Linked DNA regions of Mus musculus: region 2 is linked to region 1. The links are chromatin contacts, called in public Hi-C maps. All regions are on one chromosome and are shown on one strand. Each heading gives the region's core, a stretch centred on a gene start, on an enhancer-like site or on the middle of the called end of the contact. The rest is flanking DNA. Distances are from core to core; before and after follow the strand shown. Region 1 overlaps Kif3a (kinesin family member 3A). Region 2 has its middle 11 kb from the start of Il5.

The links. A called contact is a pair of places that touch in the nucleus more often than the background predicts.
Region 2: a contact with region 1 is called in a Hi-C map of the G1E-ER4 cell line, with 5 times the contacts expected there. The contact joins two enhancer-like sites. A contact is called at or near these places in 9 of 39 promoter capture datasets (3T3-L1-derived adipocytes, the HPC-7 cell line, HPC-7-derived erythroid cells and 5 more), 4 of 15 datasets of contacts at CTCF or cohesin (CD8 T cells, the G1E-ER4 cell line and the NIH/3T3 cell line), 69 of 484 Hi-C or Micro-C datasets (B cells, the Ba/F3 cell line, CD4 T cells and 42 more), 7 of 115 datasets of contacts at active chromatin or transcription factors (the HPC-7 cell line, T-cell acute lymphoblastic leukemia, Th17 cells and 3 more) and 4 of 9 other capture datasets (adipose tissue, embryonic stem cells, liver and 1 more).

What each region holds. Positions count from the first base shown.
Region 1 is chr11:53,586,685-53,594,196 of GRCm38.p6, reverse strand. It overlaps Kif3a (kinesin family member 3A), which reads right to left. Exons shown (of 18, transcript NM_008443.4): 9 at 7,267-7,362; 10 at 3,472-3,480; 11 at 667-823; 12 at 98-278. Among named protein-coding and RNA genes, the nearest start is that of Kif3a, 23 kb to the right of the region's middle. Within about 2 kb of position 3,541, at least 29 of the 459 cell types and tissues checked have an H3K27ac peak or open chromatin away from gene starts, as enhancers often do. A contact at or near this core is called in the G1E-ER4 cell line and group 2 innate lymphoid cells, where this site is marked.
Region 2 is chr11:53,727,993-53,735,504 of GRCm38.p6, reverse strand. No RefSeq gene overlaps it. Among named protein-coding and RNA genes, the nearest start is that of Il5, 11 kb to the right of the region's middle. Within about 2 kb of position 3,039, at least 3 of the 459 cell types and tissues checked have an H3K27ac peak or open chromatin away from gene starts, as enhancers often do. A contact at or near this core is called in the G1E-ER4 cell line and group 2 innate lymphoid cells, where this site is marked.

The DNA.
Region 1 (7,512 bases), core at 2,292-4,791:
ACTATTGTCTTCGAAATGATCCATAGTCTGCTTTCCGCTTCGTTTGGGATTTTGGGCAAGGAGAGCATGCTGCACACACCACACTCAACATGGCTACCTCCTTTTCCTCCAGCTCTTTCCGAAGCTGCTCAGCTCGTCTCCTCCTCTCCTCCAGCTCCATGTTGGACTCCTCCAGAAGCTTCTCTTGCTCCTCAGCCTTGGCCAGCAGGTCCACGCCGCCGACAATGACCTTCTTTTCCAAAGCAGACAGCTTTTCCAGCAAAGACTGATGCTCTTGTCTATAATTAAAAGAGCATCCTAAAGTCTTGTCATCTGCTGTTCTAATCTCACTGCCCCAATTTAAGTGGGACTGAAGGTGCATGTGTAGAGAAACTCAGTCATGATCTCTCTCCAAACCATGCCACTACATGGCATTAACTCATTGCCTAAGGCATGATTCTCATTGGCCAATATTTTCTCCTACACAGAATAAATGATCAGAAAGATCCAAGTCTTAGAAATAGATCATACTCAGTGGACCCATCCACCCCAGAACAGCTATGCTGGAGATGAAAATCAAGCTCTTGGTTGTTTTTTAATTGGTCGATCTTCCTGACACACAATCCTATGAAGAACACTTGAGCCCGCAGTCATGAGGCCACCCCCAGCCCCCGCCACCACACTCACTGGGCTTTCAGAAGGTCCTTCTCCCGTCTCTCTAGTTCAGCTCTAGCCTTGTTTCTTTCTTCTTCTTCCATGTCAAGTTTGGTTTCCAGTGCTTTTCTCTCCTCGTCAATTTTCGCTTGCATTTCCACCATCTTATCTGGGGAAACTTTCTTTTTACCTATTTGAGTCATGTAATTGCAGCAGTCACTAAAAGCAGTCGGTGCTTCAGACATAAGAATCAGCTTAGTATAGCCATGCCTACGCTCAGTCATCAACAGAGAATGTTAAACTTCCGCTTCCACTTAGTAGTTCCTAGGATTTTTTAATTCATTAATAAATCCAAACTGTTACCCAACTGTGTAGTGACATGTAAAGGAGAAAATGAAGAGGAACAAAACAGATGTGCAGAAAACAGGGAAAGAAAATTAACAGGAAAGCCAAATAAAAAGCAAAGCCTGTGAGCCCCAAATAGCACACAGAAGCGAAAAGGGAAATTTCTTCAGTCACCGGCACGCTCGAGCTGTAAGCTACTTATTTAAGGCAGGCATGTCACACTGGAAAGCTGCCCTGATAAGTCACAAATGGGCCACCAAAGTAACTTACTATGTCAAACTAGATCCTCAAAGTCCCTAACTCATATTAACCATGCCAAGTATGACGTCAGCAGAAGTGCTATGAGCTACTAAGGCTAAAAAGCAGCTTCCAACTGACAGCAACGTCCTAATGTGTGCAGACAGATGCAGCTTGCTCACACGAAGTTCACCAGTGAATCTCAAAGTCATGAAGTTATATGAAAACAAATAACAAAGAAAACAAGCGCTACCTCAGTGGTTCTGAAACTGAGCAAATGACAATTCATTTGTGGTTGATGCAAGTTCTTAGAATTGTGTTCCTTCAGAACAACAAGCGTTTCAGAGAACTGTCAGGCCTGAGGCTCTCCTGAAAGCTTGTCATTCTCTACTTCCTTCCCAAGGGACAAGGACAGAGGATGATAAACTAATACCTCTACCCCAAATCCAGCCCTCCTGCTGAGAAGGAAAAGGAACCGAAAACCAATGGCAAGGGGACTACAGATCTAAGCAGACTCTTGCAGGAGCCGTGAAAGGCAGGACCATGCATAGGCTTTTTCAACTCTTACGACAAAATCACATTAGGAATTCAAGAGTTGAGCGGCATCGTTCCTTCTTCAGAACCAAAGACTAAAGCAAAATCTAAGCACAAACCAACGAGGAGCTCAGAGCTGGGACCCAGGGGCTGGGGTGGTGTGATTCACTGCACTCTGGGCCCGAGGCGGCCTGGGCCTAACGGCACAGCCATCTGCTTTGAACCTTCAGAATTATGCTGTACAGAATAGTCTTCACAAACAATTGAATTCTTACTCCCAATGAACTCCATGAAAAGACTTTCTATCAGCAATAATTTATTAAAAATTTGAGAAGAAAAGTCTAAGCTCAGGTTTACAGGAAGTACATACGCCTTAGATCATGTAACTTCCACCTCAGGGTTACAAACATTTAGAGAAAAATGGTAAATACGTTAAAACAAAAACAGCGTGTGTGGAAGGCCTGGGTACTAAGATCAGAGATGAGGTGTGCAGGTCAATATGGGAATGTAATTTTGGACTCATAGTGTTTTGTCTTGCTAATAGTTATAAACAGCTCCAAAAAACCCATTAGGAGGCAGTAATACAAAACAGGGCTGCATAGGAAGATGTATAAATGCTGTCTGTTGCTGAGGTGATTGTCTTACACAGTGATCCCTCCAAATCCGTGCTTTAGATGCAAGCGCCTCACCGTGCTCAAGAGGGTTTCATGAAGACACTGAGCACACAGCTAGGGTCAGTTCAAAGGTCCACACATTCAAGTCCCATGTGGCTCTAGCCAGAATCACTGTGACAAGTCACATTATTTTTTTCAAGTAATACTTTAAGCTAAATGTGACTGTGTAAAAATTTGGTGACCAAGAGTAACTTTTACATAGATCTTTAAGGAATAAATTTGTATCCCGTGCTCCCCTAGATATAAGCCTTAGCTTCCAGTAGCCTGCTCTCCACTGGGGGATGCTGTGAGGAGCCTGAAGCAATCTGCCTTCTGTGCCCTCAATGGGTACTTGGACCGCTCCAATGGCATAAGAGTCTACATATGCTTCTGAAGAGATTTTTTTTTTAAAGGAGATGGGGGCGTAGCTCAGTGCTTGGCCACCATGTGCAAAGCCCTGGGCTCATTCCCGGGACCACACGCAGTTTCACCAACCAAATCAATTAAAAAACAAAACAAAACATCGACCACAAAACCTCCAGAAGGTTTGGAAAAACCCAACCTCAGAAACTTTTCTAGTTTTCACTGATAAAATTTAGCACAAAAAGTTTAAGTAAATAAATCTAAAAAGGCATGTTGTGAGTATAAAAAGTATTTAGCTAAGTCAAAGAGAAGTAGTGAGCCTTCCAGTGCCCTGTCTGCCAGGGGCCACCGAAGTGAAGGTGACCTGATGGGGTGGGCATGGGTAGAGCTGCAGGAAGTGACAACCCGACTAATGTCACATGTGTCACAAGAACCCATGGTGTAGGCAATAAAAACTGACTCTTGGCCTTCAAAAGAGGAGGAAAATGCTGTCAAATCAGGTACAAGTACATTTTCAAAAACTGACTTAATAGGTCTTTAAGGATTTAGGGGAGAAGGCTTTTAAAATAGCTAAAATGGAATTGTTTTAAAAAGACAGATACTTACCTTGTAAAAATTATTAAAATAAAAAAGTCAAGTACTTAAATAAAAGGTCTTGAGAAAATGAGTGAGCGCACCAGGTGAAGTGCCAGCCAATCACACCAACCTGCTTGGTCTTGCAAAGCAGCGGTAAGGTAAGCGAGCCGCAGACAGGAAGCGTGTGCACAGAGATGGGGAGGGAAGAGAGGAAAACATTATTTCCTTTGTAAAACAGAGAAAACGTGTAACAGCACTCATTTAGCACGAGCACAGACATGAATCAAATAATCAAAACTGAAACAGAGCCGACAGAAAAAAGAAAGCATGTTCGTTCGGTAAGACAAGCACGAATGCTAGCCTCAGTTCACCCTGTGGTTCCCGCGCAATCTCAGGTGCCCACAGCGCCCCCTGCAGGTGGTACCGCTCAGAGCATGTGCTTATGCTGATGGGTGACAGACATGGAATTGGGAACCTGCTAAGACCTGGAAAATAGCTAGAAGGGCAAACGAAGTCAATTTTTAAAATTAGTAAATTAAAAGTAGCAAAGCTCTCATTGTCCATTTCCAAAATTTCCCAATTCAATGTTTTTTCTTCCTATATAAAAACCCATTACAGGTGTCCCCCATTTAAAGAAAATCTACCAGGTAGACCTGAAGCAACAAAATAGATAAACTAATTTACAGTAGTTTATACTGATCATGTGACTAACAAAAGGATTAATGAATTTTAAAGGCATTCAGTTCATAATATTTTATTTTCCAACTTGATTTGTAAGCAGCTCTAGTTACATAAAATGAAGTGCACCTGTATAGTAGCAAACTCCCATTCCGCCTATGGTGGATTGTTCTGGGTACTTAACGACTAGAGAAGAAAATGACAACTGATGATTCAAGCAAGGGACACTGAGCGGCCATTTGCATTTTTTAATGGGAGGGGGCATACACACAGTTAACACAGCACCCACATGCTCTCCACTCCCCAACACATCCATGTTACAACAACAGAAAGTAAGTGTTCACTATGCAAACAGCAATTAAAGCTTCTTGAATTGGAAAGAAAGGTCTTGAATTGAATAAGGTACAACTCATTTCACAACCCACTTTCATGTAGCTACTCTCTAAGAATGTAAGTTTTAGAACAGAAAACTGGAGAACAATGCTGCTGCCTGCTCAGGTACTTCTCTCACTTCACAGTTTATACACAAAACTGTGCTTCTATGTGATGTCTGAACAATGCCGTGCATTTTATAAGTTATCCGGGGAGGTCAGCTCTTCTGGTAACTTGCTTCTACAGTGTCACAGACACAGTGTCTTGAGATTCTTGAACTATTCCCTAGTACAGCTGAAAGCAACGGTCTCTGCCATTAGTCTGGAGCAGGTAAGGATACAGATAATGCTTTAAGAGACAGCAAGCTGCGAGCGAGCTGGGGAAGCAAGCATGGCTTCCATTTTCTTCTGAAAGTAGAAATAGACAAAGGTACATAGCGCTTTTCAACTTAATGGTTTATAATAAAATCTCAGTCTGAAGTAAGTCTGGACCGAGTTTATGAACTCTGTGACTGAGTTTTCTAATCACATCTCAGAGTCTTAAAAAGGACCTGGTACCGTAGCAGGGAAGCATGTGGTTGGCATGAAGCACCACTCAGGCTTCTCTCTCCGCCTCGGGCTTCACACATCGCTTTATCTGGAGCACGTATGGCTTGTTACAGTGTGTGCTGCTGCACCAACAAACTTTAATTTGTGCTTGTAGAGATTCAAGATTTGTTGTTTGTGTCTCTTACACCGACCAGAATTTAAAATGTATGAGGCATAAGAAAGAACCCTGTGAATTATTCTTTCACACAGCTTACTGGCTCTCTTACATTATCTCAGTGGCAAAAGCATGAATCTCTCTCCCACTGTCTCAAACATAGGCTCTGGCCTATGTTTCACAGTTCACTGACGCCATGGCAGGGTGGGGATCACATGCTTGTTCTACAGGGAGCCCAACATGGACCAGTCATGACAGGGAGTGGGGCAGCATCTCCCAAATGAAGCCCATGAGTGATGGAGAAGCCAGAGCTCTGTTAGAGAAGGTGAGGGCCGCCACTCACGAGGCAAGAACTCATCCAGGGGCTTCTCTATGACAGAACATGTGGAGTCTGAGCTACTGCTGCTGCTACTGCCTGGAAGACAAAGAAACGAGCCCACGGCAACCAGAGAGAGGAACAAGATTGAACAAGTACACAGAGAAAACCTGAGTTCTGCAGGAGGACTCAGGGGACACTGAAGCTTTGCATTCAAGCGCGACTCACTCCAGCTTGAAACTAGGTAGTCCCGCCACTGAACTCTCGCCACAAAGCCATGCATTTCTTTAAAGATCTGCAGCAGTGGCAAACCCCACTACTCATCTAAAACATAATTATTCAGAGGGTTGAAATGACAGGAAAGTCACTCGGTGACAGGCAAATCTATCTAAGCTGCTAAGGAGGAGAAACTGCTTTAAACCACAAAGTCACACAATTCACACTATAAAAATAAGCTGTTCTTCATCACAGACAACATTGTCTCCAATTCCCCTCCTCCCCTCGAGACAGCAGCTTTACTTCCTTATGTTTAAAGCTCTGGAGTATAACTGACGAGGATCACCGGAAAATGTGAAGCTTCTCAGGACGTGGTACTTTAAGATAGCTTTTTTGTTTGTTTGTTTGTTTGTTTTTCAAGACAGGGTTTCTCTGTATAGCACTGGCTGTCCTGGAACTCACTCTGTAGACCAGGCTGGCCTCGAACTCAGAAATCTGCCTGCCTCTGCCTCCCAAGTGCTGGGACTAAAGGTGTGCGCCACCACGCCCGGCAAGATAGCTTTTTTAAAAAAAAAATATTTTATCTATCTATCTATTTATTTAATGTGCACTGGTATTTGAGGATGTCAGATCCTCTGGACCTGGAGTTTCAGACAGTTGGGAGCTGCCATGTGGGTTGCTAAGAGTAGTCAGTGCTCTTAACCGCTGAGCCATCTCACCAGCCCCTACTTTAAAATATCCTAACATATTAAACAGTGGCACTGTTTTTCTACATAAAATTTACTTTTAATAAGTCTATTATCTGCTTTCAGGTCAGAAAACTAACTAGCTCTGAAAGTCAGGGACAGCTGACAGTTTTTGCAAAAGGCCCAACAGCCAGGCCACATGCTTTAGTGTGAAAGAGCCAGAGACCACAAGTAAACAAATGAGCATGGCTGCTTTCAAACACTTTATTTACAAAAGCAGGTTCCACAAGGATCTGCCCAGCACGCTGCAGTCTGCCAACTCCTGCCCTACAACGGTGCTTTTCCCCTGAAGGTTCTGATTGTACAGAATCTTCAGTTTCGACTTAGGCTTCCCCATCAAGCAGTAAGGGGTCTGTTTTCAACAAGAAACGATTTGGTTAACTATGAATGTGCACAGCCTGCAGTAGCTGAGGAGAGGTCTGAGTGTGAAATGAGGCAGGGACATCCTTTTCTATGTGCTGTCTGCAGCCTCCTCAGCACCACAGGCTTACAGGGTAAGAATGACCCACGGTTCACAAAGAAAGGAACTCGAGGAAAACCTGTAGTCCTCATTCAAATTTAGCTCTGGGCACATGGCTTTTAACAACTAACATCCCTTGAAAAGAAATCCCACATTGTCCTAATCTCAAAAGCAAATAGGTAACTAACAAAGATGTAAAACTGCCCAATGCTGTGTCTACTACCGCAGAGTTTTACAACTTAAAATTTTACAAGCGATGATATGGCATCCTAGGTGGCAAGATAAACAACAAGTTTACAAGGTTAACTGCATGTAGCATGCACTCCCTGTTGGAACCACTACCTTAATTAAAAACAGCAAATAAAAAGTGGCCACTGCATCATCAGGGGGCAGCTCTAGCCAGTTCCAACTGGTTAGAGCATGAGCAAAACTTACCCCTTCTCTTTTTCTTTTTTTCTCCATCTTCTCCAAGTTCACCCTCCTCGTCATCCTCCTCTGACCCACTGATGTCAGAGCCTGACACTTCTTCCCCTTGGAGAGAAATTTAACAATGACTTTTAGTCTGTTACCATGCCATTATTGGCTATTTAGAAAACACCTTTATCTGTTCTCTTCATTAAGTTTTTGTTGCACCAAATGCAAACTGAAAATCCATTTAAATGTTCTGGATAGTGTATCCGA
Region 2 (7,512 bases), core at 1,790-4,289, 140 kb before region 1:
TCGAAAGATGCTGAGGGCTCTAGGGGACCCTGTAAGCTGCCCTGCTTCCGCTCTTTACAGTGTTGTGAGCGTCTTTCTAGACATCCGAGAAACGGGAAGCATCGCGATGTATGGTGGGGTTTGAATAGAATGGTAGAAGACAAAACCCCATTTCTTCCAAGACAGAAAGAAGTTCCTGTTTGCTTCAGCTCCGGGTTTCTCCCACCTCGATTCAACAGGGGGAGGGGAAGTACCTTTCCAGGGGTAGAAAGTACTGGGTGGGAAGTACCCTTCCAGGGGTAGAAAAGAGCAGGCTCGGGCACTTTCAAACTGATTATTATGAAACCGGTCATATGTACGAGAGAAAACAGCACTCATGCCAACGACCTCAAACTCGATCAACTCAGAGGGCACCCCCTGCCCCACCACAGTGTCCAAATCCCCTCCTGCCAGAAGAGACATGAAACAGGTGTTTCCCCTTCCCTTCCTTTCTTCTCCCCTGACCCCTGAACCTCTGTGTCTTGACACTGCCTTGAGGCTGGCTTCAATCTCAAAATGTAACTGAGGAGCCCTTTGCACTTCTGGTCCTACTTCCGACGTGCCAGCACTGAGTATAGCGTGCTGGGGATCCAACCTAGAGCTTTGTGCACCCCAGGCAAGCACTCTTCCAAGGAAGCTACATCCCAGCCCCTCCTCTGAGTTAATCATTTCTTTGTTACCCTTTAAAGTTTTGTCACAGATGTAAATGTTCTGATATTATATATTATTTTATTTTGCCTATTCGGGGCAGGGGCTGCAGGGAACTTTTTTTGTTTGTTTGTTTCTTTTATCCTTATGGGTGCTTTGTCTGCCTGTATGTCTGGGCACCATATACAGAGTCCAGAAGAGGGCACCAGCTCCCCCTGGGTTACAGAATGTTGTGAAATGTCATGTGGATGCTGGAACTGGAACCTGAGTTTTCTGGAAGAGCATCCAGCGCTCTCAACTGCTGAGCCATCTCCTCAGTCCCTGGTAGTGAACTTTACTGGTGGTAATTGAGAGAATAGGGTTTCCTAACTTGTCTGGGTATCTGGAATGGAACTGTGAGGGTATATTCAGTGTGATGGAGACTGAATCCAGGCAGGGACTCCTCAGCAGCTGAGGGCCCCTCTCTTATGGTGTGGGTGGTCCATGGCTTCTTATTTCTTTTTTTTTTCTTTATTTTTTTGTTTTTGTTTTTTTGTTTGTTTGGAGACAGGGTTTCTCTGTGTAGCCCTGGCTGTCCTGGAACTCACTCTGTAGACCAGGCTGGCCTCGAACTCAGAAATTCTCCTGCCTCTGCCTCCGAAGTGCTGGGAGTAAAGGCGTGCACCACCACCACCCAGCTTCTTATTTCTTTTTTTTCCTTATTTATTTATTTATTTATTTATTTATTTATTTAATGTAATGTAAGTACACTGTAGCTGCCTTCAGATACTCCAGAAGAGGGCGCCAGATCTCCCTACGGATGGTTGTGAGCCACCATGTGGTTGTTAGGAATTGAACTCAGGACCTTCAGAAGAGCAGTCAGTGCTCTTAACCGCTAAGCCGTCTCTCCAGCCCCTGGCTTCTTATTTCTTGAAGACCCTGTAAGGCATGAGATCCATAACTCTGTCTCTGTAGCTGAGTTCACTATCATATCAGAAAATGAGCTTGACAAAGTGGTCATTGAGAGCGATGCCATCCATCACCATAGGAGGAAGAGTGCCGCTGTTAAAGTCACAGGAGACAGCCTGGTCCTCAGTATAGTTCAGGATTCCCTTTGGGGTCCACATGCCTGCTTCACCCTCTTCTTGATGTCATCATACTTGGCAGTTCTCTCTGAGCAGCAGGTCAGATCCACGATGGCCATATTGGAATGAGGAAGGACAGGCCAAAGTGACTCCATTGTGTCCTAGCTTCACCAAACTGCTCCTTAGCCCCTACTGAGCACTTCCAGATGAGTAGAACATTCTTGTGCAACCGAACCAGCAATTCCAGGAGGTCCAATTGTTTAACAGCACAAAGTGTTTTAATCAACTGAACCAAAACCTATGAAACCTCAACCTCCCCTACAACCCCACCCCTGACATAACCTCCTCCGACTTGATGTAATTAAACGTAATGCTGAAGGTTTGGGAGTGTATGGCCCATGGTATACATGCAAGAAGCAATGGGCTTAATCCCAGCATCCAAAAAGATTACTCCAAATAGAATATTAGATAGATTTAGGAAATATGAGTAAGGTGTGGCCTTTAGTTAAGGATAAAAAAGAAATCAGTATCTACGAAGGATCCACCCAGGGAGGAAAGGCCACAAAGATGAGGGCATCTACTCTATTTGAATAATTCTGTTTAAATCTGAAATCATCCATGAAGTTAAAAAAAAAAAACAAAACCACCTTTATTTAGGGCTGGAGAGATGGTTATGAGCATTGGCTACTCTTCTACAGGACCCAGGTTCAATTCCCAGCACCCACATGTTGGCTCATGGTTGTCTGTAATTCCAGTGCCAGGGAATCTGCTGCTCTCTTCTGCTCTTCTCAGGAACCAGGCACACATGCAGTGCACAGATATACATGCAGGCAAAAAATCATATACATAAAATAATACATTTAACTTTTCATTTAAATGGGAAATGATGGTGTGTACCCGTAATCCCAACATTTGGGAGATGGAAGGAGGTGGTGTCAGGTATTTAATATACGTAGTAAGTTCAAGGCCAGCATGGGTTATGTGACAGACACCCTGTCTGTCTCAAGAAGGAGGGGGGAGGGGAGAGATGGTCAGAAAAAGAAGTTGTTTAAAGCAAGGCTGTAACTGGTCAGTGGGCAAGGATTTCTTTAAGGCATATACTAGGTTGAACCTCTGGGTCACCGGGTGCGTGTGCCGGAAATGTGTTCTAGGATCTGCATTTCAAAACTACCAATTTATTCCCTGGGTGATGTATCAGAATTCCTTTTACTTCACATCCTGAACTGAGGTGTAATATCTGACTTTTGATTTCTGCCAGTCGGGTGGGTGCGAAGTGTTATCTCCCTGTGGTTTAATTTTTCATTTCCCTGGTAACTAACTCGGTGTGCATCTCTTCCTGTGTTTATTGGCCATTTGCATTTCCTGTTCTGGGTAGTGCTGATTCAAGTCTTTCACCTTTTTTTTTTTTCTTTTCCTTTTTGAGTGGGTTAATTATCTTTTTCTGATTAATTAAGAGAACTTTGCGATACTTTCTGGAAATTTGTCCATTGTCAATATTTTCCCTAGCTCGCCACCGGTCTTCGCAAATGCCAAAGTGAGTGAATGAGTTTATCTTTTCCTTCGTGGTCTGCGCTGGAAGGGTTCTCACCTATTAATTCCCACATTTGGGAAGGGAGACCCTGCCTCTCCGGTGCCCTTAGCTCTCCCTCAGCCTTTCCTGGGTACTTGGAGGTGGACCTCAGTGGATAACACAAATGAATTCTTTTTGTTTTTAGACTCTTTAAAAAGTTATATTTATTTATTAAGCCTGGGAAGTGGGGCATGCGTGCTCCAGCACACAAGTGGAGATTAGAGGTCCAGAGTCGGTTCTCCACGTCCACCATGTAGGTCCCAGGGATCAAACCCAGGTCATCAAGTTCAACAGCAAACATCTTTGCTAACTGAACCATTTCACTGGCCCACTGCTGAGTTCTTCATCTGTAGATTTGGCAGTGGGTTGGCAAGCACTGGTCAGTGATCCAAAGGTGGGAGGAGCATGGAGTCAGGATGTTCATCTTTCCAGTCCCTCCTCACAGGAAGTTCCAGTGTTCATAAAGGGTTCCTCTGTATATAGTACCCCTGAGCCTTCTGGTTCCACTCCTGCGGTTACTAACTTTAGATAGGTTTCTTTCCCTACATCTTGTTCTCATTTTAGGAGTCCCCTCAGTAACTACTCTTCCAAGTTATTCAGTGTGGTGGTTTATTTTGATGGTCAACTTGACACAACTTAGAATCGCCGGAAACGGGAAGTTCAGATTGGCCGGCGGCCATGTTGTAGGGGTTGGGTGGGGTTGTCCCGATTGCCTTCTTTAAGGTGGGAGGCTCTAGCCTGAAATTGGCAGCATCAGGTTCGGAGCCCTCCACTGTAGAGTGGAGGTCAGCTACTATGCATGCATGCAGTCATTTTTCTCTGCTCTTAAAACAGACTCCCCCCCCCCAAAAAAATGGGTTCTTTGAGAATTTCAAACAATGTGTTGATCCTAATCAGCCCTCCCCAACTCCTTCCAGATCCCCCCCCCCCGGCCTACCCACCCAGATTTGTGGGCTTTTTTGTTGTTTTGTTTTTGTAACCCATCATGTCTGGTTTGCATTGCCCACACTCTTGGATGTGCGGTCTTCCACTGGAGCATGGCTAGAACTCCAGAACTTGCAGAAGTCCCACCCCCACCCCACAGCATCTATCAGTTGCCAATAGTTTCTCTCTAGAGGCGGGACTTGGTGCTCATCTCTCCTTTCGGGCTGAAGTTTAGTCAGGCTTGGGTCTACACAAATCCAGTGCCTGGTGTCGCAGCTGCTGCGAGGTCACATGGTAGCTGTCCTACTGTATCCGGAAGACTGTTTCCTTAGAGTTGCCGCTACGTCTGAAGCTTATGCTCTTTCCACCCCATTTCCTTTGATGGTTCCTGAACTTGGGAGGGGGTGTATAATATAGATGCCCCGTCTAAGGCTGAACATCCTGCAGTCTCTCATTCTCTGTTCCTTGACCAGTTGTGGATCTCTGTGCTAATCGACAATTACTGCCAATAAAAATGTCTCTGACGAGAGCCGAGACATGCATGAATCTATAGGTATAAGGACAAGTCGCTGGAAGTCAGTTTGATGCTGTGTCTGTGGATAGGTGGGTCATAGGCCCTGCTGTTATTCAGCTAAATGGACATAGTATCACATTTATGTCTCTGCTCTTGACTGTGGGTGTGGCATGATAAGCCTTTCCTTACTACCTTGACTCCTCTGCAGCAATGGCCTGTAACCCTGAATGGTGAGCTAAACCAAACCTTTCTCCCCAAGTTCTTTTTTTTTGTCAGAGCACTCCATTGCAGCAGCAGAAATGAAACTAGAATATCCCGTGTAAAAGAGAATCGTTTCTTGCTAGGAATGCTCACCCAAGGGCAGCTTGTGGACGTTGTTTTTCTACCACGTGGTATCCAAGGACTGAGCTTCAGACGTCAAGTTTGGTAGCCAGCACCTGAGCCGAGCAATGAGCCCAAGACCCCCCCACCCCCATTTTGTTTTGTTTTGTTTGAGACAGGGTTTTTCAGTGTTGCCTTGGCTGTCCTGGAACTCACTCTGTTAACTAGACTGGCTTCAACTCAGAGAGATAGCCTGCTTCTGCCTCCCTGAATGCTGGGATCAAAGGCATGTTTGGAGCCACCACCACCTGGCTTTAAATCTCCATTTTAATACATATTCATTATACTGGTTCTCTTTCTCTAGAAAACCCTGACCCAGGAAGTACAAATATAAAAGGACATCATATGTCATCAGGGAATTTCAAGTTAAAGCCAGATACCACTATACACTCATTAGAATGGCCCGGATCCAAAATCCCACCAAAGGCAGACACTGGTGACAAGGTGTGAGCACAGACTCTCTAGTTCATTGTGGTGGAGATGCAGCTGGCGGTTCCCTCCAGAGCTCAGCGGGCTTTCACCAGACTCCACAGTCTGTGTTCTTCACTCTCTATCCAAATGAGGGGAAACGTACATCGATTGAGCAACCTACTTGGGGATGTTTATAGAGGCCTTCCTATAATTGCCAAGCCTGGAAGCAATCACAATGTCCATTTAATGGATGGATGCTCACTGTGGTGCATCCAGACAGTGGAATGTTAAGTTCCGTGTTAAAAGAAAATGAGTAGGGCGATCGATGGCTTGGTGTATAAAGTGCCTGGCACACAAGCACCCACGTGCAAAAGCTGGGCAGTGTTGGCACACATTTGTCACCCCAGTGGCAGGGATGGGTTTGTGTGTCAGGGGTGGGGTGGGGGTAGGGGGACAAGAGGATCATCGGGATCATCAGGGCTTGCTGGGCAGGAAACCTAGCCCAACTGGTGAGCTTCAACTAGCCAGTTCAGTGAGTCACCCCGACTCAAAAAATAAAGTGTGGAGTAGTGGAGGAAAGCACGCAATGTTGACCTCTGGCTTCTGGACACACACACATGTGCATGTACAGAAGCATGCAGTACAGGGAGGGGGAGAAGAAGGAGGGGGAGGAGAAAAAGAGGAAGAAGGAGAGAGAGAGAAGGAGGAGGAGAGGAAGGAGGAGGAGGAGGAAGAAGAGGAGAGGAAGAAGAGGAAGAGGAGGAGGAGGAGAGGAAGAAGAAAGAGACATTGGAGATGTAGTTCTGTGGTAGAGTGCTGACCTATCAAGTTCAAAGCAGAGTTCATCGTGAAAAGCACAGATAGCCATGCATGGTGGTTAAGGCAGGAAGATTGTGAGTTCAAGGCTACTCTAGGCTATATAGAAAAACCACGTCTAACACACAGCCACATAGGAAGCATAAATATGGATTGCTAAGTGAAAGGAGCCAACCTGAAAGGTCTGTATATGTGCCATTCAGAAAACATTAAAACTATTGACACAGTACAATAGCAGTTGTCAGCCCTTGGGGACAGGAGAGAATGACGAGGCTGAGCACAGGAGGTTGCTAGGATAGTGAAATGACGGGATGTGAGTACAGTGGTGGTAATGTGTCATTACACATTATGGCTCACTGTTCTGTGGGTCTCTGTACCACCACCAAGAGTGAATGTAGGAAACTATGAACTTGGAGTAATAATGATGGGTCAGTGCTAGGTCAACAGTATGACAGCTGGCAGGAAAAGATGACAACCAGGCTTGGGGAGATGGCTCAGCAGCTGAATGCTCGCTGCTTTGGCTGTCCTGGAACTCACTTTGTAGACCAGGCTGGCCTTGAACTCAGAAATCCACCTGCCTCTGCCTCCATGAGTGCTGGGATTAAAGGCATGTGCCACCATGCCCGGCTGCTCGCTGCTTTTATGGGGGACTCAAGTCTGGTTCCCAGCACCCACAGCTACCTACCAGCTCCCAGAGGTCTGATACCTCTTCTAGCCTCTGTAGGCACTTGCAACACACACAGTGTAGGACACAGTGTAGGAAAGGGCACAGAGGGATCTGGAGATGGAACATGGTAGAGTGTTTGCCTAGCATGTACAAAGCTCAGGGTTCAATTCCTAGCATGGCATGAGCCAGGTATGATGCACTGCATGCAATCTCAGCACTCAGAAGGTGAATCAGTAATTCATGGTTATCTTTAGCTATATTGAGAATTTAAGGCTAGCCTGGGCTACATGGAAACATGTCAAAATAACCCAAAAAGGCAAAGCTATACAAATTCATGGGGTGTTGGAATAAGAGTCATTATTCCTACTGAGTAAAAGCTTTTCAATAATTTTCTGTTGTTGTTGCTGTTGCTTGAGACAGAGTTTCTCTGTGCCCTGGCTGTCTTGAAACTCTCTTTGTAGACCAGGCTGGCCTTGAACTCAGAGATCTGTGCCCCATC